Regions from separate parts of the Mus musculus genome. Here all the other regions are linked to region 2. The links are chromatin contacts, called in public ChIA-PET and promoter capture Hi-C maps. All regions are on one chromosome and are shown on one strand. The core of a region is the stretch at or near the end of the contact, and the rest is flanking DNA. Distances in the headings are between cores, read along the strand shown.

What was found. ChIA-PET counts read pairs in DNA pulled down with a chosen protein or histone mark. Capture Hi-C pulls out chosen DNA fragments and counts their contacts.
Region 1: a contact with region 2 is called in an RNA polymerase II ChIA-PET map of memory CD8 T cells, with 6 read pairs. The contact joins the enhancer-like site here to the promoter of Ikbke in region 2. A contact is called at or near these places in 1 of 39 promoter capture datasets (trophoblast stem cells), 2 of 115 datasets of contacts at active chromatin or transcription factors (effector CD8 T cells and memory CD8 T cells) and 3 of 9 other capture datasets (adipose tissue, embryonic stem cells and liver).
Region 3: a promoter capture Hi-C map of pancreatic islet shows a contact between it and region 2. The contact joins the promoter of Il20 here to the promoter of Ikbke in region 2. A contact is called at or near these places in 4 of 39 promoter capture datasets (the C10 cell line, embryonic stem cells, second pharyngeal arch cranial neural crest and 1 more) and 1 of 9 other capture datasets (pancreatic islet).
Region 4: an RNA polymerase II ChIA-PET map of memory CD8 T cells shows a contact between it and region 2, with 11 read pairs. The contact joins the enhancer-like site here to the promoter of Ikbke in region 2. A contact is called at or near these places in 1 of 39 promoter capture datasets (pre-B cells), 1 of 15 datasets of contacts at CTCF or cohesin (large pre-B cells), 17 of 484 Hi-C or Micro-C datasets (B cells, the Ba/F3 cell line, Th1 cells and 10 more), 1 of 115 datasets of contacts at active chromatin or transcription factors (memory CD8 T cells) and 3 of 9 other capture datasets (adipose tissue, embryonic stem cells and liver).
Region 5: a contact with region 2 is called in a promoter capture Hi-C map of pancreatic islet, with 2.4 times the contacts expected there. The contact joins the promoter of Rab7b here to the promoter of Ikbke in region 2. A contact is called at or near these places in 9 of 39 promoter capture datasets (the 3T3-L1 cell line, the HPC-7 cell line, embryonic stem cells and 4 more), 3 of 115 datasets of contacts at active chromatin or transcription factors (bone marrow-derived dendritic cells, bone marrow-derived macrophages and memory CD8 T cells) and 4 of 9 other capture datasets (adipose tissue, liver, macrophages and 1 more).

Annotation. Positions count from the first base shown.
Region 1 is chr1:131,008,933-131,014,206 of GRCm38.p6, forward strand. No RefSeq gene overlaps it. Among named protein-coding and RNA genes, the nearest start is that of Il10, 8.3 kb to the right of the region's middle. Within about 2 kb of position 1,764, at least 27 of the 459 cell types and tissues checked have an H3K27ac peak or open chromatin away from gene starts, as enhancers often do. A contact at or near this core is called in memory CD8 T cells, where this site is marked.
Region 2 is chr1:131,276,537-131,281,379 of GRCm38.p6, forward strand. It overlaps Ikbke (inhibitor of kappaB kinase epsilon), which reads right to left and starts at 3,027. Exons shown (of 22, transcript NM_019777.3): 1 at 2,795-3,027; 2 at 2,163-2,251; 3 at 1-42. The coding sequence starts at 18. All of the region lies in intron 1 of Gm51644 (a long non-coding RNA gene), which reads left to right.
Region 3 is chr1:130,907,770-130,913,226 of GRCm38.p6, forward strand. Il20 (interleukin 20) reads right to left here and starts at 3,527. Exons shown (of 5, transcript NM_021380.2): 1 at 3,299-3,527; 2 at 2,965-3,030; 3 at 1,806-1,958; 4 at 583-657. The coding sequence starts at 3,457.
Region 4 is chr1:130,990,229-130,995,279 of GRCm38.p6, forward strand. No RefSeq gene overlaps it. Among named protein-coding and RNA genes, the nearest start is that of Il10, 27 kb to the right of the region's middle. Within about 2 kb of position 3,688, at least 25 of the 459 cell types and tissues checked have an H3K27ac peak or open chromatin away from gene starts, as enhancers often do. A contact at or near this core is called in Th1 cells, adipose tissue, memory CD8 T cells and 1 more, where this site is marked.
Region 5 is chr1:131,685,762-131,691,177 of GRCm38.p6, forward strand. Rab7b (RAB7B, member RAS oncogene family) reads left to right here and starts at 2,934. Exons shown (of 6, transcript NM_145509.3): 1 at 2,934-3,074.

The sequences.
Region 1 (5,274 bases), core at 514-3,013, 270 kb before region 2:
AACCACAACTGAGACGGTACCAGCCAACATAGCTGTTCTGATGATCAATATGTAGTTCCAATGGGCAGAGAAGAGGCCATATAGGCCATCGCAGCTAGCCACAGAGTGCCAAAGGAAGGGTTTATTTTCTCACCTTGCAGATATAATAAGGTTTCCTTGGAAGTACACTGGGGTTCTTGATTCCAAGAGAAGAGATGCAAGGAGGTCAGCTTGTCCATGACACCCTTCTAAAGATATCATCTTTACTCTTCCAACTCCCCATCCCAAGGCCCCCATTAACGCACAGTTTAACACATGGAGACCCTTCTGGCGAGACACACTCTTATATGCTACAGGGAGAGTCATTTGGGGCTCTTACACAAATGTTTGAAAGTTACTCTTTTAGGACCTAGAACAGCATCGTCCTAAAAACTCTTTATAAAAGCTGATTTGGCTTAGTTTGCAGTGCACATGGATTACAGCCCAGCCCCAGTTACAGTCTCAGGATCTGGGTTCTATAGGGTTTGCATAGGAGACATTCTTTTCCTGATGGTCTTAGGTGGCATTTGAATAAACAATATTGTCACTTCCTATAATTCTTCCCCCCTGATAACTCACTTGGGAAGCCTCCCACACCTTCCCCCTCTCTAAGGGGCTCTCAGCCCTTCAATGAACCCCCTCTATCTTCCACTCTGTGTAACCAGGGGTATCCCAGAGGATCTGCACACCATCCCAGCTTCCCATCCGGCCCTGAGCACTCTGAAGCCGCTGCCGTTTCCAAACTCCGAATCCACTGTTGGTTCTTTTTGACGCTTCTTTCCCGGATCTGCATTTGACCCTGGCTCTCTAGAAGCTACTAATCACTTTAGAAATAGTGCCTCACAGCAAGAATAAGGAAGGACCAGAAAGGTTGCTGCTCAAGTCTATAAAACAATGTGTTTCTACATTGCAGGTGGTGAGCATCTTCCTTTGTGTCATCTACACGTTTCTAGTTTGTGGACTTCCAGCCCACCTGCTCCTTGGTGTTTCTTTCATAGACCCATGAAAAGGCTGGCATGGGGGAATGCATGGTGGGAGAGTCAGTCACATGGTCAAACAGTGCTGGCCCCTCAGTATTGTTCTGTTTTCTTTTCTGGGTCAGATACAATGGAAGGGTTGGGGGACCTTAATTCCGCTAAGCCTACAGCTTCTGGCAACCTCACCAACACTGAGCCAGCACTCAGATTAGCCTCACTGTGCTCTGTCAGGAGAATCCGGTATGATCCCCAAATCACCTTTGCTAAGAAAATCTGTCATTTGAGTCCTCTGTCAGGAACCAGTCACACCAAAAGGCCTTGATCTACACCAGACCTGCCTCTCAGCAGGTATTAAACTGCCAAGGGTGTGTGTTCTACCATAGTGTGGGCCGTTTCTGACTTTGTTTGGTTGGCTGCTCGTTTTTTTCTGTTTGGAGGCTTTTAGTTAAGACAGGTCCTCATTCTGTAGTCCAGATAGGCCTTATCTAGAAATCCTCCTGCCTCAAATTCCTGAGTGCAAAGATCACAGGAAGGCTCCACCAAGTCCTACCGTGTATAGATTATTTTCTTTCTTAAGAAAGTGCCAGCTCTTCCGAATAGATGTGGTGCTCTCGAGGGTTTTCCAGTAATTTCTCCCTGACACAGTCAATCCGAGAAACCCACCACCTCCCTCCCACACCTGGGTCGCCACCCTGGTCATGCTCTTGAGGAAAAGCCAGCATCATGTCCTGCCACTCAATGAAGGCCTCTCTGGTTTCCGATGCTCTCAGCAGGCCTGACTCACAACGAAACTGCAACCTCAAAGCACCGGGGGCCAGGACGGCGAGAAGGAAACACAGGTGAACACGCAAAAGCTGCCCCCAGGAAAAAGGTTTGTTTCTCTTACAGAATGGCACTTCCAGAGCTGGGCAGGAGCACAGACTAGTAGAGACTGAAGGGGCCTGCCTGGTCTTGTACCTGGGGTTTTGGTATGGAAAAAACACACCGGAACTAATACATCGGAGTGCCAACTAATTTCTGCCACAGGGAGTAGATCGAGCGGAGGTGCAGTGACAAAAAAAAATTCTAGAACTGAAAAGTAGCTTGGGAAAAAAAAATGGCTCTGACAACTCTTCAGCTCTCAGAAGAAGAAAGAAGATTCTGGGATAACTTGTCTTGAAGCTCCTGATCCAGGAACTAGGGCAGGAAGTGGGGTTCCCAGTGCATGAGCCAAACTCCTCCCATCACAGGATTATCTTCTCTGTCCCCCTATAATGCCTTCAGAAAACTGAGATCAAAACTTGTTCTGCTGTTCCAAAGACCTTAGGTCTATGAGCAGATTCATCCAGCTGCGGTCTCTGAGCATTGTAAAGAAGAAACATCAACACCATCCCTAGGGTGTGCCAGCTTGTACAGGGCAGATGCTCACTGAATCATTTACACAGGATCATAGTTTCATTTGGTCTTTGCCCAATAGGGCAGTTCCCGTCCTCTTATCCAATTGTGTATAGAGAACGGAAACACAGACCAGCTTGGTAATCTTCCCAATACCACACAGATGCTAAAAGGCAGGCCAAGTCTGACTCCAGGACTTGCCCGCATAACTGCCACACCATGCTACAAAGACAAGCCTCGAGGAAGGTATCTATGGCTTCCAACAACAGAGCTGATCCCGGGGACACAGAACTGGTGGCGGGAAGCAGAAGGATGATAGCGGGTCCATCCTTAGCTGTCTGACATAAATGAGGTGGGACACAAGACATGCAGCCTTCTTCCAGAGACCAATAACTGTTAGTGTGAAAACAGTTTATAACCAGCCTCCCACTTGAGGGTCCTGTCCTCAAGGTGTCTACTTAGGGCAGATAAGGACCTCAGAATACAAGGCACAGCCCTGTGGGTACACACCCTGCCCCTTCCTCCCCTACCTCATTTGACCATCCCTCCTCTCTCTGGATCACTCTGATATTATCCATTCTCAAAGGGTATCCTGATAATCTAAGAAACCCCCACCCCCACTCCCATTATTTAGTTGCATTTGGGTTTTCTTCAAAGGCTCCAGCCAAAACAATAAATCACAGAAGTCTAAATTTCAGAATATGTATAAGGATTTTTTTTAACTTTGTATGTGTGTGTCGCTAACACACATATGTTCCACAGCACATAATTAAAGGTCAGAGAACAACTTTTAGGAGCCAGTTCTCTCCTTCTGTTCCTGTATGTTCTGGGGATCAAACTCAGATCATTGAGTTTGGCAGCAAGCACCTTTATGCACTGGACTGTATTACAGCACCCCACCCCCAAAACCTACCTTCTTCTATCAGACCAGGTCATTGTAAAGATTTTAAAGGATTTATGCATGTTAGTATCACTGTTGCCTATGCCTTTACAGTGTTATATGGAGACACTTGATGTGGTTTTGTTTCTAACGTAGTGATATCAATTGATATAACTCATATAAATAAAAGCTCCATGTGACATTTTTTAAGAGTGCAAAAGGATCTTGATTTCAAAGGGTTTAAAGATGGCTGACTTAAAGGCCACACACTTTCCAACATGGCCACATACAGCCCCTTCCCTTTTCCAGGGTGTGAGGCAAAGACTGTGAACAACACAGCCACAGTAGAAGTAGCCTGAGCACCTGGATCCTTGTCATAGAGATGTGCACAGAGAGCACACACTGAGAATGTGTTCAGAGTCAAGGTCAAAAACCAAGTAGACTGTCTGATGACTTAAGAGTTTCTGGAAGAGATGCTGTATTGATTGCTATAGTGAGAGAGACCTCACCACAGATTTAACGCTCTGCGGTCAAGGCCTGGACATTTCCCTGAGACAAAATTAACTCAGCAGCCCTCACCTCAACGCCGGTTCGTAAACACAAGGCTGGGTGCGGCAAGTGCAGAATAGTCATACTGTTTGATAGAAGAAAACGTAATTTCAGACTTTTAGTTTCTCCTCATTACCACAAAACCCACGCACTGCACAAATCCCAGAATAATGCCCCCATTGTGTTGGTGGGCCTCAAGAATTTGATGTCTTAATGCCTAAAAAGCAACTTGCTGCTAGTACACAAAGTAGTACTGGGCTTAGACCCTACCTTTGAAGTTAACCTATGTAGCGGCTGGAGGAGCCATTTCCTTCTCCATACCTTTAAGTATGGATTAGATAATGCCGAAGCCTCCTTCTCTCCTCACCTCTTCCATACAAGGCATTGTTTTCATTCCCAAAATCAGGGAAGATGCAGTTAACACCTGCCTGCAAGGGGCTGATTAGTAAACAGATATTTTTTTTTTAACTGGAAGGTTATTATGGGATTAAGCATGTCATTTGTGATAGCTGTTTCTCCCAATGAATCCATCCTCTACTTTATATGAGACAGAATAACAAGATACAGAGCCTCTTGGAGCTATGAACCTTTAGGAAGTAATGCCAGATGTAGAGAGATACACCCATAATTCTAGCAGCTCGAGAGTTTGAGGGTAACCTGAGAACATTTTCAAGAAATCATCAACTACCAAATATTGTTTTAAAATCTTATACTAATTCTTTAAGAAGTTTCCTGTAATATACATAGTCATATTCATCTCTCCAACTCCTCCCAGACCCACCGCTACCTCTGTATCCATTCAACTTCATGCTCTTTCTCTTTTTATAAACCCGTTGAGTCCAATTTGTGCTACCCAAATATTCTTGGGTACGGATATGTCATAGAGACTGGATGATGTACCAAGCATTGTAACTTTAAAGAAAACTATCACTCATTCAGCAACTATCGATTGCCAAGAACTCCTTAACTAGGGGTGGGGTTCACCCCACCATCACCCCCATCTTCATGTTGGGGTTTTGTCTGCCTTGAGTTTGCGCAGGTCTTGGGTGTGCTATTACAATTGCTATAGGTTTGTATATGCAACTGTTCTGTTGTCCACCACTATAAGCTTTCCATAGATCCAGAGCGATACGATGGGCAAATAATGATGATCCAACAGGAGCCCTGGCCTGTGGTGCTTACAGTAACAAGGTAGAGAGCACGTAATCTTATCATGTGTACAACGACTGACTTGAGTCACATACAGCAAAAGTAACATACACCCAGGGGAACCTACCAGTCCTGGACTGAGAAAGAAAAGAAAAATCATATAAAGAAGTGGTGTCTAAGCTGAAAGAACTCAGAAAGAGAAGGGGGGAGAAGAGCTAAATATGCAAAGGCCTGTGGTAGGAAAAAATGGATCATTTGAAAGGAAAAAAATTAAACAAAAACTAAAGAGACGGGGTTATAGAGGGAAACAAAAAAACTGAAGCAAAA
Region 2 (4,843 bases), core at 1,777-4,276:
GTTAGTGGTACTCTGCATCTCCTGGGCTTGGCTATCTTCTTCCTGAGAAAACAAAACAAACAACCATGTGGGGGGTCCTAGAGTCCCATGTCTTACCTGCAGTAGACACTGATAGCCAGCCAAGACCATCCCATAAAGGGCTCCACGCAGCCACTGCACAGGCAAGGGAGCTGGGGAAGCGGTGGCTCAGGAAGGTTAAGTAACTTCCCCCCAAAGAAGCAAAAGAGCAGCAGGGTGGGGGGTCTGCTGGGCCCCAAGCTTGCATCTGTTCTACCCTTGGGGACTGACTTCTCTTTGTCCTGTGCCCCAGGTCCCTCCCAGAACCCTTCAGAGGTAGGCCAGTTTACAGGAACAGACCTTTCTCTGTCTCCTCTTTCAGGCACTGGGGACTCAGAGTTTTTGCATCCAGGCCTGGGGTTGTCCCAGGAAGCTGACACAGTGTGGGAGGAAGGGCCCTGGGTCAGCAAAGGTCAGGCAGATCCAGTCACACTACCACAAATCTCCAGGATTGCAACATGAGCCTGGAGCCCTCACCCCTTCTCTGCTTTTGTGGCCCCTGACTTCCTACTGCTGAGAACTAACATCAGGCCACCAGGCCTTGCTCATTGCTTTACTAGAGGGAGACAGCCAAGGAGGAAGGATGGGAGGGGAAGAAAGGGAGGAGTAGATGATGTGGGGGAGTGTAAAGATCTAAAACCATCAAATCCAAGGGCTCTAGAGCTCCAGGGAAGATCTGAAACCCTCCACAACTCTGCTCCCCATCTTTGTGCTCATCCCGTTCTCTTCAAAATCTGGTTCCTCTAAAGCAAACGGTTCCAGAAAGTGAAGTCTCAAAAGTTACACTGACTGCCTGTCTGAAAAATAGGCCCAGAGCCGGTCTTTGGGGATGCCTGAGGCAGGAGCATAAGAAGGACCCCCAGCCCTAAAATGCTTTGAAATAAAGCTGCGCCCATCAGACAGAGCTCTAGGACCGCACTGGTGCTCAAACCAAAAGTGGTTCCATTCTGAGATCTTTGTTTTGTTTTTCGAGACAGGGTTTCTCTGTATAGTTCTGGCTGTCCTGGAACTCACTTTGTAGACCAGGCTGGCCTCGAACTTAGAAATCTGCCTGCCTCTGCCTCCCGAGTGCTGGGATTAAAGGCATGCACCATGCCCAGCTCCATTCTTTCTGCCTGTTTTTTTTTTTTTTTTTTTAAAGACAGAGTAGCCTAGACACCTGCACTGGTATTGAGGATGGTCTTGAACTTGTGTGTCTACCTCCTAAATGCATGGGTTATGAGTGTGTACCACTTTCCCCTATCACCTTGGTGCTGGGGGCTGAATCCTTGGCTTCATGCATGGTAGCTAAGCATGCCCTTTACAAACCAAGTGAGCTATAGCCCAGCTTGTAGTCTGATTTAAAAATGCATGGAGATGCGGGAGGTTGGGGTATGTGAAGTGGGTGTAAGGGGATGGGTGGAGGAGCACCCTCTCAGAGGCAAAGGGGAAGGGGGATGGAGTAAAGGGACTGGGAAGTGGGGGCAGCATTTGGAATGTAAATAAATAAAAACAAAAGAAAATGCAAACTTTGGAGAATGTAAGCTTTTGAGCCAGAAGCCATTTAAAGAGATCAGTAGTCACACCCCAGTTTCAGACAACACACACATGTTTGCTTTAGGCAAAGGTAAGGATGCTGATGAGACCTTCTGAAGGCAACATGAACGAGTTGTCCATGCTTCTCTGTATGGCTGAGGAGTCAGCCCAATGCAAGGCTCAGACAGGGCACTGAAGTGGAGGCCAAGGCTGCAGTCTTGGGAGCTGGGTGCAGCAGATTGTGTCACCTTCAGCTGGGGGCAGCAGATTGTGTCACCTTCATGACTCTACCTAGGCTGGTCCTCAACCAAGCCCTGCTACTGGGGCAAAGCATAGCTGCAGTCAGGAAGGCGGGCAGTGAGGTGCACAGAACAGCATCCCAGATGGGCAGCATGGCCCTGGGTTCTGTACCTAGAAGCTCTGATTGTGGCACATCTGGATTATCTCTGGATCATCCTCCCATCCACCCTCCCATCCCCAAGACCCTCTGTGCATAGAAGGTGCAGCACAGCAGCCTTCTGTGAGTCAACGCCAGCCTGCCCACAGACTCCTATCCTCCTCGGGGGCTCCTCTGTGGCAGATACACATACCTGCACTCCAAGTGGCTCAGAATCAGGCAAAGACTCTCCCTGGCAAGTGTGTGTTTTGCTTTCTGTCTGGGGCAAGTCCAGGAGCTGAGCTACACCGGAAAGAGAAGGGTGGGTGGATGAGAGGCCCCTTCGTGCTGTTGCTGTGCTGTTTGATTCTCAGCCCCATCAAAGGCCACCAGTCCCAGCCCTTTAACTTGTTCCTGTTGTCACCTTCCCTACAGTTCTTGAAGCGAGCAGAGGGGGGGGGGGGGCGGTGTCCAGCTTCTTTCCAGCTGTTCTGGAAACCTCTCCTGGTTATTTGGGCCCCAGGGGAAAGATCCCAAGCAGAGGCCAGTAGAGGCCCCCAAAGCTGAACCCCAGCTTTGCATCAGCATGTTGAGAAGCAGAGCCCAGGAGGGGAGCTTTTTTTGGCCAATCATGGTTCTTCTCAGGGCCATCATGGTCCCTGCCCCTCACTGGCCTCCAAGCAGTCCGTTCTGAGAGTGTTTTCCCACAGAGGGAGTGCAGAACACTACCAGGCTCCCAGCAACCACAAGAAAAACACAGGACTCGGGCATTCAGCTGAGTATTGACTTGAAGCTGCCCCACTGGCTTCCCCACACCACCCTCCTCCACAGACACTACACACTCACCCCATCTCCTATCTCAGTTGCAGGGCAATGCAGACTTGTGGAACTGGGTGGCACCCCCAGGGATTCAGGCCTTGAAGTCAATCCTGGGCAGTGCCTAGAAGATCCTGGTAGCTATGGGGCCCCCCAGGATCCACAGGCAAAGCAGGTGATGGTCTTGAGCCTGAAGGTCTCTTTCCTGCCTCTCTGAGAGCAGTGGGGTACCCAGTCCCAGGCTCTTAACTATCATACTTCCTGATTCACTTCTCTCTCTCTCTCTCTTTCTCTCTTTCTCCCCTCCTCTTTCCCTCCCTTCCTCTCGCTCTTAAAGGGACAGGCATCTCAACGGCTGCCACACACACCTCCACTCCCCCTTCAGTAAAGGGAAAGAGGATTCTGTGAGTTGTCAAGTGGAAGCCATAGGGCCATCGCCTGAGCCACAAGGAAGCCAAGAACGGAGGCTGGGGGCTCTGTGACAGGCCACTGAGTACTATGCTGGCATCTCTGGAGGGAAATTCAAAGCTCTGCTTAAAGTTAACTAAAGAAGTCCAACAAGTTAACCAAGTTGAAAACTGCCTAGAAAGAGCCAGGACCTGTGCTTGCCCCTCCTAGAAGCTGGACAGGACTTATCTTCCTTTAGAGCTTTCAAGAACAAGTACACACCCAGATCATAGCCCCTACTCTGACCTTACACACAGCAAAACCTGCTCCCACCTGGTGCCGTTTTCTGACCACAGCCACTCAAATGCACTGTGTGCTTTAGGTAGTATGGATGGCAGGGGGATGGAGAATCTGGGAAGTGGTTTTTTTTTTTCAGACCATGTTTGATGGTATCAAGTTCTGTACACCTTTAGTAATTTGCCCACCTTCCCAGCCATAAGCCAGTACTCCAGATATCCTGGGAAGCCGGGAAGGGGGGCTGTGCTGCTCTGGTCAGCTCTGAGTGGGCAGTTGGACAAGGGGTTAAAACCCAGGAAATTCCATGTTTCTCTAGAATGTTGGTGGGACTTTCCCCTGGCCACACCTGGTGATTTCCTCTGCCAGCCCCACCCCACCACAGGGAGGAGAGGCAAGAACAGGCCCGGAGCTTGTCGCTGACAGATCCACCCAATGATAATGTGACAGCTAGAGCCCTTACAGTGGCTTTTCACAGTGAGGCCAGGAGGGGCAGACCTGAGGGTTCCACACTCCAGCCTGTGTGTTACAGGTTTCCACCTGGCAAGAACATGGGGGATTGCACTTGTCGATCATGGACTTGGAGAGGACAGAAGCATGCATTTTCTCTAGCACATTATTTAACAGGTGCTGTAAGACCCCCTTTTCTAGCAAGGTGGACCTGTTCAATGTGGCTACTCCATCAGTCTAGAAAGTCTGGGTTACTTTTATGGTAAGGGTACCCCTCAGGCCCACGAGGTATTTGCAGTGTCACTTTGACCATGCTGCAGGCTATACTCATGTTCTTCCATGAACCTGCACTCTTACTCTCCTTTCACTGGCAAGCCTATTCTCCTTTTCCACCCAGGGATTTTCACACCTTTTAACACAAGAGCCAAGCCTAGTATCTCCTGTGAAGCAGGCACTGTGCTCAGGACAGAAAAGGGAGACATGGGCATCTAATCCCAGAGATGCGGGATGCTGGATGTGATATGAAGGCATGGCAATGCATACTGAGCAAACAGTGGTTTTGTGGACCTTGTAGGGGGAGCAGGAAGGGCTTGCCAGCCTTGCTGGGTGCTCTGAGTTAGGCAGCAAAGGAGGACTAGTGCAAGCATAGGAAGCAGGGCCAGAGGTGCAAAGAGCATGAATTGTTCGGGGCTTTGTACCTGGGACACTAGGGATAGCCAGCAAGGTGAAACTGTAATAGATGGTACTTTGCCTGGAGACTCTGGGAGGAAACATCCTTGGTGTGGTCAAGATATAGGACTGCATGCCTGTGTCCCAGCTGTGTGTGTGTGTGTGTGTGTGTGTGTGTGAGGTGTGTGTGTGTGTGTGTGTGTGTGTGGTGTGTGTGTGTGTGTGTGTGTGTGTGTGTGTGGTGTGTGTGTGTGTGTGTGTGTGGTGTGTGTGTGTGTG
Region 3 (5,457 bases), core at 2,277-4,776, 370 kb before region 2:
AGCACTGGACCAGTTCAGAAACGAACAACACAGTCCTTGCTTATAAGGAATTCTCAGCTGAGGAATGGAGACAGGCGAGAACAGTAACTGTAATGAAGTATGATGACCAAATGATGGAAGTTTCTACAGTATGGCAAGAGGTAGCCAACTCTGGGAGCAGCATCCACTTCCTTCCTGGAGGTGATGACCTAGGCTGATTCAGGGAGGAGAATGTCAGTGAGCACTCTCTTGGGAGGCATGCAGGAGTATCCTTGTGAGAAACAACATAGCTGGATTCGTATGATGTTGCAAGTGAGTGCTTTTGAACATATGTACGTATGTGTGTATTGGAAAACAACCGTTTCTCATCTATGCCCCATTGGAAGATCAGGTGTCTCTGTATTGGTTAGAGGAGTCATAGACATTCTTTCTTCGCTGGTGGGGAATCATGTAGAGAATGCATCCTTCTAGGACCTGGGATTGTCCCTAGGGCCATAGTGAACTATTAATCTGGTTTGTACCAACATGAATATCACACCCACATATCTATAATCTCAGTTCTAAAGACAAACCTCCCACAATCCATACGAACATAGTATATACCTCTATGAAGTGACTCAGAATTTGGTTGTATTTCTCCATTGCTTCTTCCCCACAATGACATGCCATGTGAGAATGCTGGGAAAAAGACCCAAAGAATAGTAAGTTTTATTTTTACCTTTTAGTGTAAAGGTGATTTGTATGTACCCCTGTGCACCACATTCACGTAGTGCCAGGGAAGGCCAGGAGAGGGTGCTGGGTCCCTGAGACTGGAATTAACGAAGGGTTGTGAGACACCTTGTGGGTGCTGGGAATCAAACCTGGGTTCTCTGCAAGGGCAGCAGCCAGTGCTCTTAACTGTTAAGCCATCTCTCTCCACTTCCAATTTTATTTCAAATTTTGGTCTTTCTGCTCCTGCTATTGGGATAAGCAGAGAGTTCTGTTTCTATAACCCTATAATCCTACAATCACTTCTATAGGAAAGTCTTTTCCTGCTTTATCATTTGGGATTATTTAACTAACCATCAGGTTAATGAGGCAGCTTTTCAGTTTTAAATATGGAGCACAGAGTCTTTTTTAGAAAGAGACAGTGCTCTCCAGTTCCTGTGCCCCACTGGCTTCCTACTCTAGCTCCTGCCTAGAAGACTCCAGAGCAAATCCAGGCCTTTATGGAAAGAATGCAATTCTATAGTCCTGTTCATAACCTAAGATCAATCCCAATAGCCCACTCACCTACCATTTGAGTACAAGGTGCCCTAGTAAGGATGTAGAACTCATTACCTATAGAAAAGAATCTAGGACTGGTGAGATGGCTCAGTGGTTAAGAGCACTGACTGCTGAGTTCAATTCCCAGCAACCACATGGTGGCTCACAACCATCTGTAATGGAATCTGATGCCCTCTTCTGGTGTGTCTAAAGATAGCAACAATGTACTCATATACTAAAATAAATAAATAAATCTTTTTTAAAAAGAAAAAAATCTAGTTTCACAGATATGAGCTAATAATCACAAATACCAAAAAGCCAGCATTTTGTATTTCTTCAAACTTTTTAGGATGCTTTTTTGAATTCAGCATATATTCATTATTTCTAAAAAGTTACTCTTGGGGGGGTGGTTAGCGTTGGTTGGTTGGTTGGTTGGTTGGTTGGTTGGTTGGTTGGTTGGTTTGTTTGGCTTCTTGTTTTCTTTAGTAATTTTGGATTCAATTTCTCTACCCATCCATAGGAAAGAAAAATGAGCCTGGTTGCTAAGGCCTTCCAACTATGTAACCAACACCTTTACTCACACAGACTGAGAGGTCCTTCTTGATGATAAGAAAGGAGTTGGCGAGGCTGCTGATCTTTCTCAGGGTATGGTGGTCAGGGGTCTGGTAGACTTTGAATACCCTGTCCAGATAGAATCTCACTAGATGACGAAGGAAGCAGCACCTATCCAAAGACTGTGAAGGAGACAAGTGTGTCAGTGGGGAGAGCAGGAGACAAGACCAAGCTGTGAAGGAGACAAGTGTGTCAGTGGGGAGAGCAGGAGACCAGACCAGGCTGTGAAGGAGACAAGTGTGTCAGTGGGAAGAGCAGGAGACAAGACCAAGCTGTGAAGGAGACAAGTGTGTCAGTGGGGAGAGCAGGAGACAAGACCAAGCTGTGAAGGAGACAAGTGTGTCAGTGGGAAGAGCAGGAGACAAGACCAGGTTGTGAAGGAGACAAGTGTGTCAGTGGGGAGAGCAGGAGACCAGACCAGGCTGTGAAGGAGACAAGTGTGTCAGTGGGGAGAGCAGGAGACTAGACCAGGCTGTGAAGGAGACAAGTGTGTCAGTGGGAAGAGCAGGAGACCAGACCAGGCTGTGAAGGAGACAAGTGTGTCAGTGGGGAGAGCAGGAGACAAGACCAAGCTGTGAAGGAGACAAGTGTGTCAGTGGGAAGAGCAGGAGACCAGACCAGGCTGTGAAGGAGACAAGTGTGTCAGTGGGAAGAGCAGGAGACAAGACCAGGCTGTGAAGGAGACAAGTGTGTCAGTGGGGAGAGCAGGAGACTAGACCAGGCTGTGAAGGAGACAAGTGTGTCAGTGGGAAGAGCAGGAGACCAGACCAGGCTGTGAAGGAGACAAGTGTGTCAGTGGGGAGAGCAGGAGACAAGACCAAGCTGTGAAGGAGACAAGTGTGTCAGTGGGGAGAGCAGGAGACCAGACCAGGCTGTGAAGGAGACAAGTGTGTCAGTGGGAAGAGCAGGAGACAAGACCAGGTTGTGAAGGAGACAAGTGTGTCAGTGGGAAGAGCAGGAGACCAGACCAGGCTGTGAAGGAGACAAGTGTGTCAGTGGGGAGAGCAGGAGACCAGACCAGGCTGTGAAGGAGACAAGTGTGTCAGTGGGGAGAGCAGGAGACAAGACCAGGCTGATGAGAAAGCTCTGGATTCACCCTCCCTGAGCTCCCCCGGATCAAATCCAGACCTTTATGTCTTTCAAAGACTCAGTCGTCCTTAAAATTCTGATGTCAATATTTGTATCTTCAGCTTGCTAAACAGGAGAAAGGACAAGAAGAGACAGGTCACTGATTTCTGCCAAGGTCTTAGATAGCAAAACTTTTGATCTCTTTCCTGCCGGGGTCTAGTGAGAGGCATTTTGGAACTACCAAGTACAGGCATCTCTTGGAAATGCACTGTCCAGGACTGGAGTCTCTCCATCCTCTGGATTTTCATTAGCATACTACTAAGGATACCCTGAGAAGACAGACAGACAGACAGACAAGACAAGACAGGAAAGATGGATCCCTTCCTTTACATACCACACTATCCCGAATCTCAGAAAATTCCTTTTGTATTGCCTGTAGGTTTGCAGTAATCACACAGCTTCCCAAATGGAGGGTCTTGAGCCCAGTTAAAGGAGTCCAGAGAAGAAAACCCACAGCGGAGAACAGTCCAAAGGCAAGACCAAAGCCTTTCATCTTACACCTAGATCCTGGAGACCAGAAGCGAAAATTCAAAGAGATCAATCAGGGCTATCGATGTCTCCCATCTAGCCACCAGGAATATGCCAGCACCAGCTGCCCACTGGGTGGGAACTGAACAGCTTTCCCCAGCTGCAAGCAGTGCTATGTGTTCACACAACTTCCTAAGAAAAGCTGCTTCAGACAGAAACCTCCCAGTCCCTTCCGGATCTAGGTACTGGGTAGTACCACAGGTCATGGCTCCTTTTATTGGGTCTCCTTCACAGTTCCGCAGTCATTGCCAGCAGAGAAGGCCTGGAGCAGCAAACACTTGCAGTGAACCAACAGAAGATGACATATCAGAAGAAATGTCAAAACATGTTGGAGAGAATTGACGTAGACAACCCCTCCCTCCCTTCAGAAAGCCACTGCAACTCCTTCTGCGGTCCCCTTAGACCTACAGGGGAAAACAGTGTCACAGAAGCTGTGACCATGCCACCAAAAACACCTGCGGGAAAATTGTCTAGATTTTACAGATACCCACAGGGCAAAAGAGCCTAGCTCTATTTGGCATTGTTCTGAGATCAGAGTGGTTAATGGAGCATAAGAGATTCGCTACAGCCCCGATGCCAACAAACAAAATCAATGATTTCATAACAGTCCTTCAGCTGGTGAAAGGCAAGAACTGGTGGCGCTCCGCTTCAGACGGATCCTTCCAGAGGCTCCTGGGACTCCACATTGCCCTCTGCATGGGAGCCTCAGTAAGACACGACTACGGTGGACCCAATAGTAACAGACTTTCTCCCTGGCCTTGTATCTTAGGAGCTGAGAGAATGAACCCCACCAAAAAAAGCAGAAGCACATTTGAGACAGTTCGTGACAGTTTTGCAGTGAGGGTGTTCAGTTAATAGGGAATGGTTATTGAGTTTTAAGATAAAGTTAGAATAGCATAGGATAAGCAAAACGAGGCTCTCGCCTCGACTGCAAAACGACTGCACATTGTGGAATGTCTTTGGAGACTCCATTCTCTGTCAACTCATTGCAAGATCCTGCTGTTCCAGGCCTCACCTGCTGGCGGTAACTGTGGCCCTAGGGTGGGGGCAGAATATTTTAATGCAACAACAAACAAGAACTTTTCCATGGCAAACAATATTAAAATCTTAAATAGGAACAGAATATGGTGGTGTCAGGCCGAGCCATTGAAACAGAAGAAGAACCATATGCCCCTGTGTATGTATTTTCATATTTTAATATGTTTTCTTGAAACTATATGATAAAAATATTATTTGTGGGTGTTCTTCCCTTTTAAAAAAATCAGATAAAATACTGGAAGTCTGAGTGAAATATTTCAACTTTCAGTGCTCCTAGGGAGACACTTAGTCAGTAGCGTGCTTGCTGCACAGACATGAGGACGTGAGTTTAGCACACACCCCCAACCTGTGTGAAAGGCTGGAGCACGCCTGTAGCACGCTGGTAGGGCACAGGCAGGGCCATCCCTGGGCTTGGCTCCCCTGCCTTACCTCATCACTATGCTCCACTTCCCAGTGAGAGCTCCTGTCTCAAAAACAAGAGGGATGACTTCTGAGGAAGGACAACCCCCACATGCCTCCACATGCACATACACACAAACACACATACACACAAACACACATACACACAAACACACATACACACATACACACATACACACAAACACACATATACAAAAACACACATACACACAAACACACATATACACAAACACACATACGCACACATAGTCATTTAGCACTATAATAAGCTTATCTAATGTTTCAATATGTTTGACAGCTTTTAGTGGGTTTGGAGGGAAGAAAACACACACACACACACACATACACACACACACAAAATCTCTGCTCTGCCAGTTCCCACCACCTCAGTCAGTTGATTGCGTTTGCCCAGGACTGAAGGTGTTCACTCAGTTAAAGATATTTTCTCAGTGGGAAGTCACAAATAAACCAAACTGAGTTGGACACCCTATATCTCTCTGAGTTTTA
Region 4 (5,051 bases), core at 2,438-4,937, 290 kb before region 2:
AATATGAAGTTGTCATTCTTTTTTCTGGTAAGTGATCTTATTAGTCATATTAACATCTCTTAGTTGGCACTGGTTTTTTTTTTAACATTTTATTAGGGGGGTGTTCACACACATGTGTACATACAAAAATGTTATGGCCTGGGTGTGTAGGTCAGAAAACAACTTGAAAGAGTTGGTTGTTTCCTTCTACCATGTTAGAACATGAGATCAAACTCAGGTTTGGTGGCAAGTGTCTTTATTCGCTGAGCCATCTCACCAGCCCTACATGCACACATATAAAGAAGACCTAGCAAGGCTCTGTCACACCCTTTGGCTGTAGGACAAAGAGTAATTAATCTCAAACCAATCAGGAAACTTCCTTCCTGCTAGCTAGCTCTCATAGTGCCAGCAGATGCTGTGCAGGTTGCCAGGGGAGAAAGGTTATCAGTGGTCTTACCCAGCACAGGACCAGCATGCTACACTACTGATCTGCCAGGCAGGTCATACCCACTGCCTGCACTAGTGGCATGACTGTCATAGTGGTAATTAACCACTTTCAGTTTGAATTGAGGATCTGCTTCACAGAAAGGAATTTCATACCTAGTACTGTAAATCTTGGTTAGGAGCCCAAAGAAGGGGAGGCCATTGGGTAGTGCCTGCAATTACTATTTTTGATTAATTATGGTCATGTTGTCAATTTCTTATAAATATTTGTTTATACCCAGGAGGCCTGAATGCTCCCAACATGAGTCAAGGAAACGTGTTTTCAACGGTGGGCAACAATCAATGCATTAATCAAAGTGTTGAGATAAGTCCTAATAGGACACACACAAACACATCCCTATATCTCAATAGGGCTCAGAGAACATCATGGAAGAGGATGTGGGAAAAAAATTAAGAGCCAAAGGATGGAGAGAAGCACTGTGAAATGCTACCTTGCGAACACGATATGGCTATTACACACATGAACTCACAGCAGCTGTGTTATACAAGATCAAACCAAAATTCCACCATAGATGGAGGAGGCCATTCCATTGATCCATCCCTTACTAAGGAGCTATTGGTGATTGATAGCTGCTAGGGAGGAAGAATCACTTTTTAGGGTGTCACTTGTAAATTTCCCGTGCTCCAGTGGATGGCCCCAAACCACATATGGGCAGTACAAATTGGACTTATTGAACTGAAGAAGAGAAAGAAGAAAGAAGGAGGAGGAGGAAGAGGAGGAGGTAGAGAAAGAAGAGTAGGGGGAAAATTAGTGGTGTTGGGGAAGGTTATGGGAGGAGCTGGAGATAGGAAATGAGGGTTATTATAACATCTCATTGTCAACATGTGCAAAATTCTCAAGAATAAAGAAAATTATAGTAAATGCATGAGACCTAGACTAATGTCTGGTACAAGCTGTCATTCAAAAAAATGTGCAGATAAGTGGCCATATAGGAATAAGTTCCTGCCCTTTAATGTGCTTAAAGTCTTCTTGACCAAAAACCAAAACACACCACACACACTTAAACACACACATACACACACACACACACACACACACACACACACACACACACACTAATGCTATTAACTGAGAGCAATGGTAAATTTGTATCAGATAAGGAATTGTATGAATTGTAACAGATCCATGTGAGGCAGCCCACATGCTGACAGGAACAAAAGTAACAATCTGAGCCATACAACAGGCATGGGCAGGTCACTTCATGCTTGAATGATTGTAAGTCTCCACAGAAGACCCAGCGATCAAGCGAAACTTTGAAAGATTGTGGCTCTAAAGCAATGGGTGCTATGGATTCTTCCTCCCAAGAGCATCCCCTCAGATTCCAACTACCCACAATGCAGTTCATTCACAGCTACAACATCAGCGAACATCAGAATCAGCCCATCTTCTCCAGCCGGAAGAAACATGTACAGATCAATTGAAGAAACTGGATGAAACAGGTGTTTAGGGGTTGTGGAAGGATGCCTGGTGTCTCTGATACCCCAGACTTCTCCAATCAGGATGTGTTCTGGTACCAAATCTCTGTCATACGTGTCTGGAAAGATGCTGACATCAATAAAAGTTTGTTATTGAGAGCAAAGACGCAGCTATGACTCAAACGGGACACAAGAGGAGACTTCAGACACTCTGATTCCTCCCATTTCTAGTTGCCTTCAGCTTCTCACTACCCAAATTATTCCAAAACACCTAACCTGGGGGTTATCCCCACCCCGCCCCCAGATAGGGAATCTGAGAAGACTCAGAAAACTGACAAAAATCAAAAAAGAATCACTGTGTGTGGTAGCTTCTAATCCCAACACTCAGGTGACAGACGCAGGAGGATCTCTCTGAGTTTGAGGCCAGCCTGGTCTACATAGCAAGCTCCAAAACAGACAGAACCATAGAGAAATACTCATTCTTGGATAGAGAGACAGAGAGACAGAGAGAGACAGAGAGACAGAGAGACAGAGAGAGACAGAGACAGAGACAGAGAGGCAGAGAGAGAGAGACAGAGAGAGAGACACACAGAGAGAGACAGAGAGAGACAAACAGAGACACAGAGAGAGAGAGAGAGAGAGAGAGAGAGAGAGAGAGAGATTTAACAAATCAGGGAAACCTAACACTGAGGTCAGGATCACTCTATGCTGGAAAAGACCACATTATCACCAGGCTCCCTGACTTCCAATGCAGAGACCCTCGTCCTATGATCTAGTCAGATGTTGTCTAACTCTGCTGTCAAGGTCTGAAACCTTCCAGCCTATAGCTAACAAATGCAAGTTTGGCACCCAAGTATTAGTGACCAGAAGTCATATTTAAATATCCTTGAATGTTGTCCTCCAAAGACAACTAGAGACCAGTCATAGTGGTGACATGCCTCTAATCACAGCATTCAGAAGGCAGAGGCAGGAGAATCTCTGTGAGTTCAAGGCCAGCTTGGTCTACATAGATAATGAGTTCCAGAACAGGCAGAGATACACAATGAGACCCTGCCTTGAACCCCCAACTCCCACCCTGCGAAGAAGAGAAATAAGGGAGGAAGCTTTTCTGGACTTTCTGTTTTTAGAATAGAGAAGGGAGGGGAGGGGAGCAGGTAAGCAAAGAAGAAAGAGTTATGATGTTACAGGATCTGAGCTGGAACAAGTTCTCCCTATTTAGTGACCAATTTCAAAGACCTGTCCCCAGGAGTGACGTCAGATTGATTGTTCCAAAACCCTAGGGTGCTTTCTACAGCTTCTCAAAGCTTGAGACAGATTCCCAACTTTCCAGAGAGTTGAATGTGAACAACGGAAACCTGAACATTTCCGGGTTTTTTTGTTTTTGTTTTGTTTTTTGTTTTTTTAAGTATCGGGTAATTTCAAAGTACATGCAGGCGGCTCGTCACTTCCTCAGAGGTTCCTGAGCTAGACCACCACACTCTTAAAAACTCATGAAGGACAGCTTGTCTATCCTCTGGCAGTTTTCTGTGAGCAGTGCCTTATATGCTATCAATCCTCAGAGGAATAATGATGCCCTAACTCTGTTCCCAACTTAGGCTGCCCCCGAGGCCCCAGAAGCTTTTGGTGGGTCCTTCCAGCTCAGCCCAATTCATCTTAGTCTCTTTGTTGTGGGCCAGCCAACACGCTGACAGGAACAAAAATGAGTTGTTTTTGAGAGTAGAGATCCAGGCTATGAGTCAGATGACGCACACATGTTCACGGAGGGAGACTCTCACATCCGACCTACCTTCTTCCGTCCACAGAAAGTCACGTTGCTACTCTAACCGCACCACTAATTCTGAAAGATGGGGACTCCTACACACAGCCTCTGGGCCAAAGCCTCTATCAGGACAGGGACCTGGAAGGCATTCAGCAGTGAGTTCCTGGTACCACCAGCTCCTGTCACATTAGTGAACCCCATGGGCAGGACTGCAGTCAGGAGGTAGTTCTCAGTCGGTAGAGTGTCTGGGGTGCTGTTTCAAAAGGGACACTCTTCAGTTCCACAGAAAGACAGTCTAAATACTAGAGTCAGGCCAGGAAATCTGCCTTTTGAACAAGCAGTTTCAGTTACCTCTGAGCAAAGCTGGTATTTCAATTGCACCAACTTGGAGTAAAATATCTTTAAAAGCAAAGGTAGTTAGAAAAAAAAAGAGAGAGCATGGCTTTTGGCTGCCTCACTGGAGCCATAAGCCCAGGATTTCTCCATAACACGACCAAGCCCCTCATCTCTTTGACATGGTTGTACTTTCCCTTTATACTTAAGCAATGTTAGGCATCTGGTGTGATGGCATGTGCCTACAATCCCAGGACTCTGGAGGCAGAGACGGGAAGGTTGTGAGTTCAAGACCAGACTATATAGCAAAACCCTGGCTAGAAGGGAAGGGGGTGTTCCCCATCATCTATTACCATTTCCTGAGCCTCAGTTTCCCTTTCTGTCTCTTGCATCCTTACCAGGTTTCTGAGTGATGAAATGACTCATGTAATGAGCCAACGTCATCTTGGCACCTCATATGAAGTCTCCATCCTTTTCTGTTCCTCCCTCCAGCCCCATATGTGTCCTTACCTTTCCCTGCCATTCCTTTGTGCCACAGACTCTTGCCATTCTACCCAAAAATGTCCTTTTCCACGTTTCTACTTACTAAAATTCTGCCCAAATCCATCTTTGTCTTATCCAACCCCAGTAGACAAGATGTCCAGATATGCCAACTTTCAGTGGAATTTCTTTGAGAGTTTCTTCTGTTGGTCACTGCGGCAATCACGTTCTCAGCCTGAGCTTGAGATACGTAATCTGCTTGCCGGAAAGCGTGTAAGGATCGTGCTGTGAAGTCAATACTATGATATAGGAGGAAAGACAGAGGTCAGTCTAAAGTGTAGGTCACACAGAGAATAGGTGTCTGTAGGGTCTGGCTGGGAGGAGTGCCAGGGATGCCTGAAGAGAGACAGAGGCTCTGGGAATCTGCTGTGGAAGAGTGAGTAGTTGTGGAGAGGCAAGGAAGAGGGGAAAGTCTGCCTAAATAGAAGGCAAAGGTGAACCAACAGGAAGGGATGCTGAGTGGTTAGGGAACAAAGATGGGTGTGAAAGGTAGGAGGGAACCAGGGTGAATGGTCTTGAT
Region 5 (5,416 bases), core at 1,684-4,183, 410 kb after region 2:
CTGAAAAAATGTTCAACATCCTTAATCATCAGGGAAATGCAAATCAAAACAACCCTGAGATTCCACCTCACACCAGTGAGAATGGCTAAGATCAAAAATTCAGGTGACAGCAGATGCTGGCGAGGATGTGGAGAAAGAGGAACACTCCTCCATTGTTGGTGGGATTGCAGGCTTGTACAACCACTCTGGAAATCAGTCTGGCGGTTCCTCAGAAAATTGGACATAGTACTACCGGAGGATCCAGCAATACCTCTCCTGGGCATATATCCAGAAGAAGCCCCAACTGGTAAGAAGGACACATGCTCCACTATGTTCATAGCAGCCTTATTTATAATAGCCAGAAACTGGAAAGAACCCAGATGCCCCTCAACAGAGGAATGGATACAGAAAATGTGGTACATCTACACAATGGAGTACTACTCAGCTATTAAAAAGAATGAATTTATGAAATTCCTAGCCAAATGGATGGACCTGGAGAGCATCATCCTGAGTGAGGTAACACAATCACAAAGGAACTCACACAATATGTACTCACTGATAAGTGGATACTAGCCCAAAACCTAGGATACCCACGCTATAAGATACAATTTCCTAAACACATGAAACTCAAGAAAAATGAAGACTGAAGTGTGGACACTATGCCCCTCCTTAGAAGTGGGAACAAAACACCCATGGAAGGAGTTACAGAAACAAAGTATGGAGCTGAGATGAAAGGATGGACCATGTAGAGACTGCCATATCCAGGGATCCACCCCATAATCAGCTTCCAAATGCTGACACCATTGCATACACTAGCAAGATTTTACTGAAAGGACCCAGATGTAGCTGTCTCTTGTGAGACTATGCCGGGGCCTAGCAAACACAGAAGTGGATGCTCACAGTCAGCTAATGGATGGATCACAGGGCTCCCAATGGAGGAGCTAGAGAAAGTACCCAAGGAGCTAAAGGGATCTTCAACCCTATAGGTGGAACAACATTATGAACTAACCAGTACCCCTGAGCTCTTGACTCTAGCTGCATATGTATCAAAAGATGGCCTAGTCGGCCATCACTGGAAAGAGAGGCCCATTGGACACGCAGACTTTGTGTGCCCCGGTACAGGGGAACGCCAGGGCCAAAGGGGGGGAGTGGGTGGGTAGGGGAGTGGGGGTGGGTGGGTAAGGGGGTCTTTTGGTATAGCATTGGAAATGTAAATGAGCTAAATACCTAATAAAAAATGGAAAAAAAAAATAAAAGCTGGTCTGGGGGGGAGGAGTAGAGTAATATTAGAGAAGCGTCTCTCAGATAAGTTCTGGCCAGGTCAACTCTGCTTAGCTAATGAGATCGGGAGCATTCAGGTGGCATGGGCTTGAGGGAACTTCTAAAGGACAATAGTCCAGGAACCAAGGAGCTTCCATAAGCCAGGGATTATCAGCGCACTGCCTTGGCTTCCTCAGCAACCAAAACACCTCACTTGGGTAAGCAGGCTTTAGAGTGTCTCAGCTTTCCTGTGTAGAATTCAGTACGGAAACCATTAAGTACCTTCTTCCAAAAGTGTTTGCTAGTTGATAGAAGCAAATAAACTTCAATTTCTCTTCTACTCTTTGGTAGGGCCAATGCCAGCAGCACAATTGGCCAAGTGTGGGTTCCAAGGCTACCCATCTGCTTTCCAAATGCAGGGTTCTATGGCTGGTTTAGACACATGGTGGCTGGAAAGCCCCATCAGAGAGAGAGAGAGAGAGAGAGAGAGAGAGAGAGAGAGAGAGAGAGCACTATGGAACCGGGAAGAACTTTCTGACAGGACAGTAATCAAAGGAATATGTCTACAAAGAGACAAAGTCCTAACTTGTGAGGAATGTGAAGCGCATTAGATACACCTTAAGGGGACCCCCCTGAGATCTGGGGAGTCGTGTCTAAACTCACTCCATCTGCCTTTCATCTGCCAATTATACGCAAGGCACAGTCCACAACAGTGAAATGAGATGCCCACATTAACTGTATGCTAACAGCATCTTAAATTACCATCTTCTTCTAGGTGTTTCAGGTTGGGCAACAACCTAACCAGAGAGGCCCAGTGTGGGATTGTGGGGTGCCAGGACACACCTCACCTCTTACAAGTCTGATGTGGTGTGGTGTGCATATGTGGTGAGGTATGGTGTGTGGTATACATGTGTGCTGTGCATATGTGGTGCGGTATGGTGTGTGGTGTGGTGTGCATGTGTGGTGTATGTATGTGGTAGTGTAGTATGGTATGTGTATGTTGTGTGGTGTGCGTGTGTGATGGGTATATTCTATATGAATGGAGTAGGGGTGTGGGTGGTATAGAATGGATGTGATGAGGGAATGGATCTTGTTTCATGTGTGTGTGAGGAGTGTGGCACAAGGGATGCAAGGGTGTGCATATGAAGTATAAGTGTGTTATGCATGTATAGTGTGGCAGGGTGTTGGATAGTGTATATTTTCTGTGTGTATGCATGTGCATGTGTTATATACTGTGCGTGTGTGTGTGTGTGTGTGTGTGTGTGAGAGAGAGAGAGAGAGAGAGAGAGAGAGAGAGAGAGAGAGAGAGAGAGAGAGATGTGTGGGGTGAGGACAAGGCCTAAAAGCAGACCATCTTCCAACCTCACTGGGTCACTGGTGGCTGGACCCAATCTGCTCCACAACTGTTTGGGAAACAAACAAAGGGCTCCTTTCCTGAGACTCCCATGGACAGAGGCAGATGTCCCTACAAGCTCATAAATTGGACGTGTCACCTCTCAAGCCCTGTGTCCAAAAGTTCCCCAACTCAAACCTGCCGTCCCTCATCCCCTGGGATCAGAATCCTGATGAACTGAATATGCCTGGTGCCCTGAATGCACACAGCTCTGAAGCCTCGCTGGCTTTCCCTGTGCACTCCGCCTCCTCCACCCACACAGCTGAGGTCACGCTGGCCCAGCCTCTTTTGCAACTTTCCCAAGTCTGTGCACAGAAAGAGAGGAGGAAAACTCAGAGGGAAGTGGCCTCTCACCAAAACCGTTTGCGTTCTCAATACTGGCCAGATTGAAACTGCCACTCCTAGAAGAGAGACCCAGACCTAGAACTCCCACCTGTGTGAGGTGAGTGTCGTACAGCCATGCCTGGAAGGGGCCTGGCAGCCCATCTGTCCTTGCATGTGCCCATCTGCGCCGGAACTGTTCGTCTGCTGGTGAAGAGGAAAAGAAACCAGGTACAGAAATGAGGCTAAGAATCTGGCAGGTGCGGAATTTTAATCCAACCCGAAGACCCCTGCACTGCAGAAAGTTCCTGAGTGAGGTGGAGAAAGGACTTCCCTGCCAATCACAGGGAGCGGGGCCCAGCCTGGGAACCTGCAAAGGCAGCAATACCAGACAGGACAGGCAGCTCAAAGGAGGCTCTCATTATGCCTCTAGACCCGCAGGGCCTGGAAGAAACCAAAACCTTCTAAAAGGGTTGGGTCCTACGGAATCTGGCAGCTCCTTGGCCCACAGACAGGGGGCCATCTAGGATGAAGATTTGGAAGCTATCAGAGAAAGATGAGCTCTCAAAATAGGAAAATATTCCTCTTGTTCTAATCCATAAGAATTTCTCCAGGTGAAGAGCTACCATGTAGGAGCTAATGAACAGAAGTGGGCAGGTCCAGGTTCTACTCTAAGCTGGCTACTAACCTAGTTTGTTGTTGTTTGGTGTGTGTGTGTGTGTGTGTGTGTGTGTGTGTGTGTGTGTGTGTGGTGTTACGTTTTATGTGAATGATAGGCATGCATACTTACCACAGCACATTTGTGGAGGTCAGAGGACAGCTCTGTTGAGTTGATTTTCTCCTTCTACCCTTACATGGGTTCTAGCGAGTACTTTTACCTGCTGATCCATCTTACCAGCCCACCAACTAGTACTGACTATAGAATCCATTGGGCTATAATAGCATTTTGTAAATTGTAAGTGTTCTATAAACTGCTTCTTTATTGATAAAAAAGAATTGCTTTGGGCTTATAGGTCAGTCCCCCACTACAAAGGTCTTATGGAGATAGTAGTTTGTGAGTATCCTTAGACATATACTGTGCTTCTGCTTAGCGGGTGTGCACTATGTGAGTGTGTGGATAGACAGACACCTGGATGGATGAATGAATGGATACATGCATTAGAAAGGACACGTGGATGGATTGTCACTCTTCAGGGAAGTTTCTGTATCCACAGCATCAGTGACCATGCTTTGGGGACAGGCGGGGTAGAGTGAGATAAGAGGTACTGTCTAGGGTACCGGTAGTCTACTTGGGGAAGCAGGACAAACATTTCCCCAAAGAGCTTAAAGAGTGAGAACGAGGAGCCTTCCGAAACCAGCACTGTGGGTGTGCTTTGCAGAGGAAGCAGGTTTAGACCTGCAAGGATTTGGGTGGGTGATGCCAACTGTCAAGTGATCCTGGCAGGCAACAAAGCCTCCTGTGCCCCAAGAATCTCATTAAACAGAAAACCTTACACTCGGCCTGCAAGTCCACTGTTTTCTAGAATGAATAAAGTATGGGGTGCAGGGGGAGAAGAGAAACTGTGCTGGGAAAGATTGAATACTGGGCAGAGAAACCCGGCCTGCTGCAGAATTCTCAGCTGCCGCTGTTCACTGGTCTCCCTGACAACTTACACAGGACCTCATCCAGGACAAGTAAGGCAAGAGACTATGTGGGTTCCTGGATGGAGCCAGTGGGATATGGATGTCAGAAGGTAAAGGCTGAGATCCTCAAGAGTTCTGGTAGATTAGACACAGGCCCAAGAAGAGCTCTGCAGCAACAGTCTTCCTTGTTTGTAGAGAAGCTATGGGTGGGGCCCAGCTCTGGCTTGGAAGTGCTGTGGGGCGGGAGCTAGGGAAGAGGTGGTCCTGTCTGGAGTCCTGCTCTGTGTGGGCTGGGCTGGCTGGGCAGGTCCAGCATTCCAAGCCTGCTACTCACTGTTAAGTAACAGTGAAGATGACTCGGCTTTGTTGATACGAAGATGCCTTGCTTCCCTCTTTGAATCTCTGAGTCAGCCAGTGAAAAGAGGCCCCAAAGAACATTGTAGCTACACCCAGCCAGGGGTAGACAACATGGGAGAGGACCTCAGCTACTATCTGAAACCTGGGAGTAGTAGTCAAGAGAGCCCCACTCCTAGCTGCTCCCAGACAGACTCCTTCAGCCCTGGTACTTGGCCAGCCCAGGTCACTCTCTGAACCAAAGATCAAGGCTATGTTTAGATGTCAGACTCATTAATGTTTGCCTTTTTGGGGATCAGGGTATGGGAGTCTTTGGTGGCTGCACACTTCCAGGGATCATCTGGAAAGGGCATCAGGACAGCAGAAGGGGTTGAGAAGCTATTAGGATCAGAAGCAAGTAAAACCCAAAGGGAAGACCTCAACCCCACCCCTAACACTCCCTCCCCCAGCACCTGTGGATGGCCCCTAGAAGAAACCTGTCCCCCT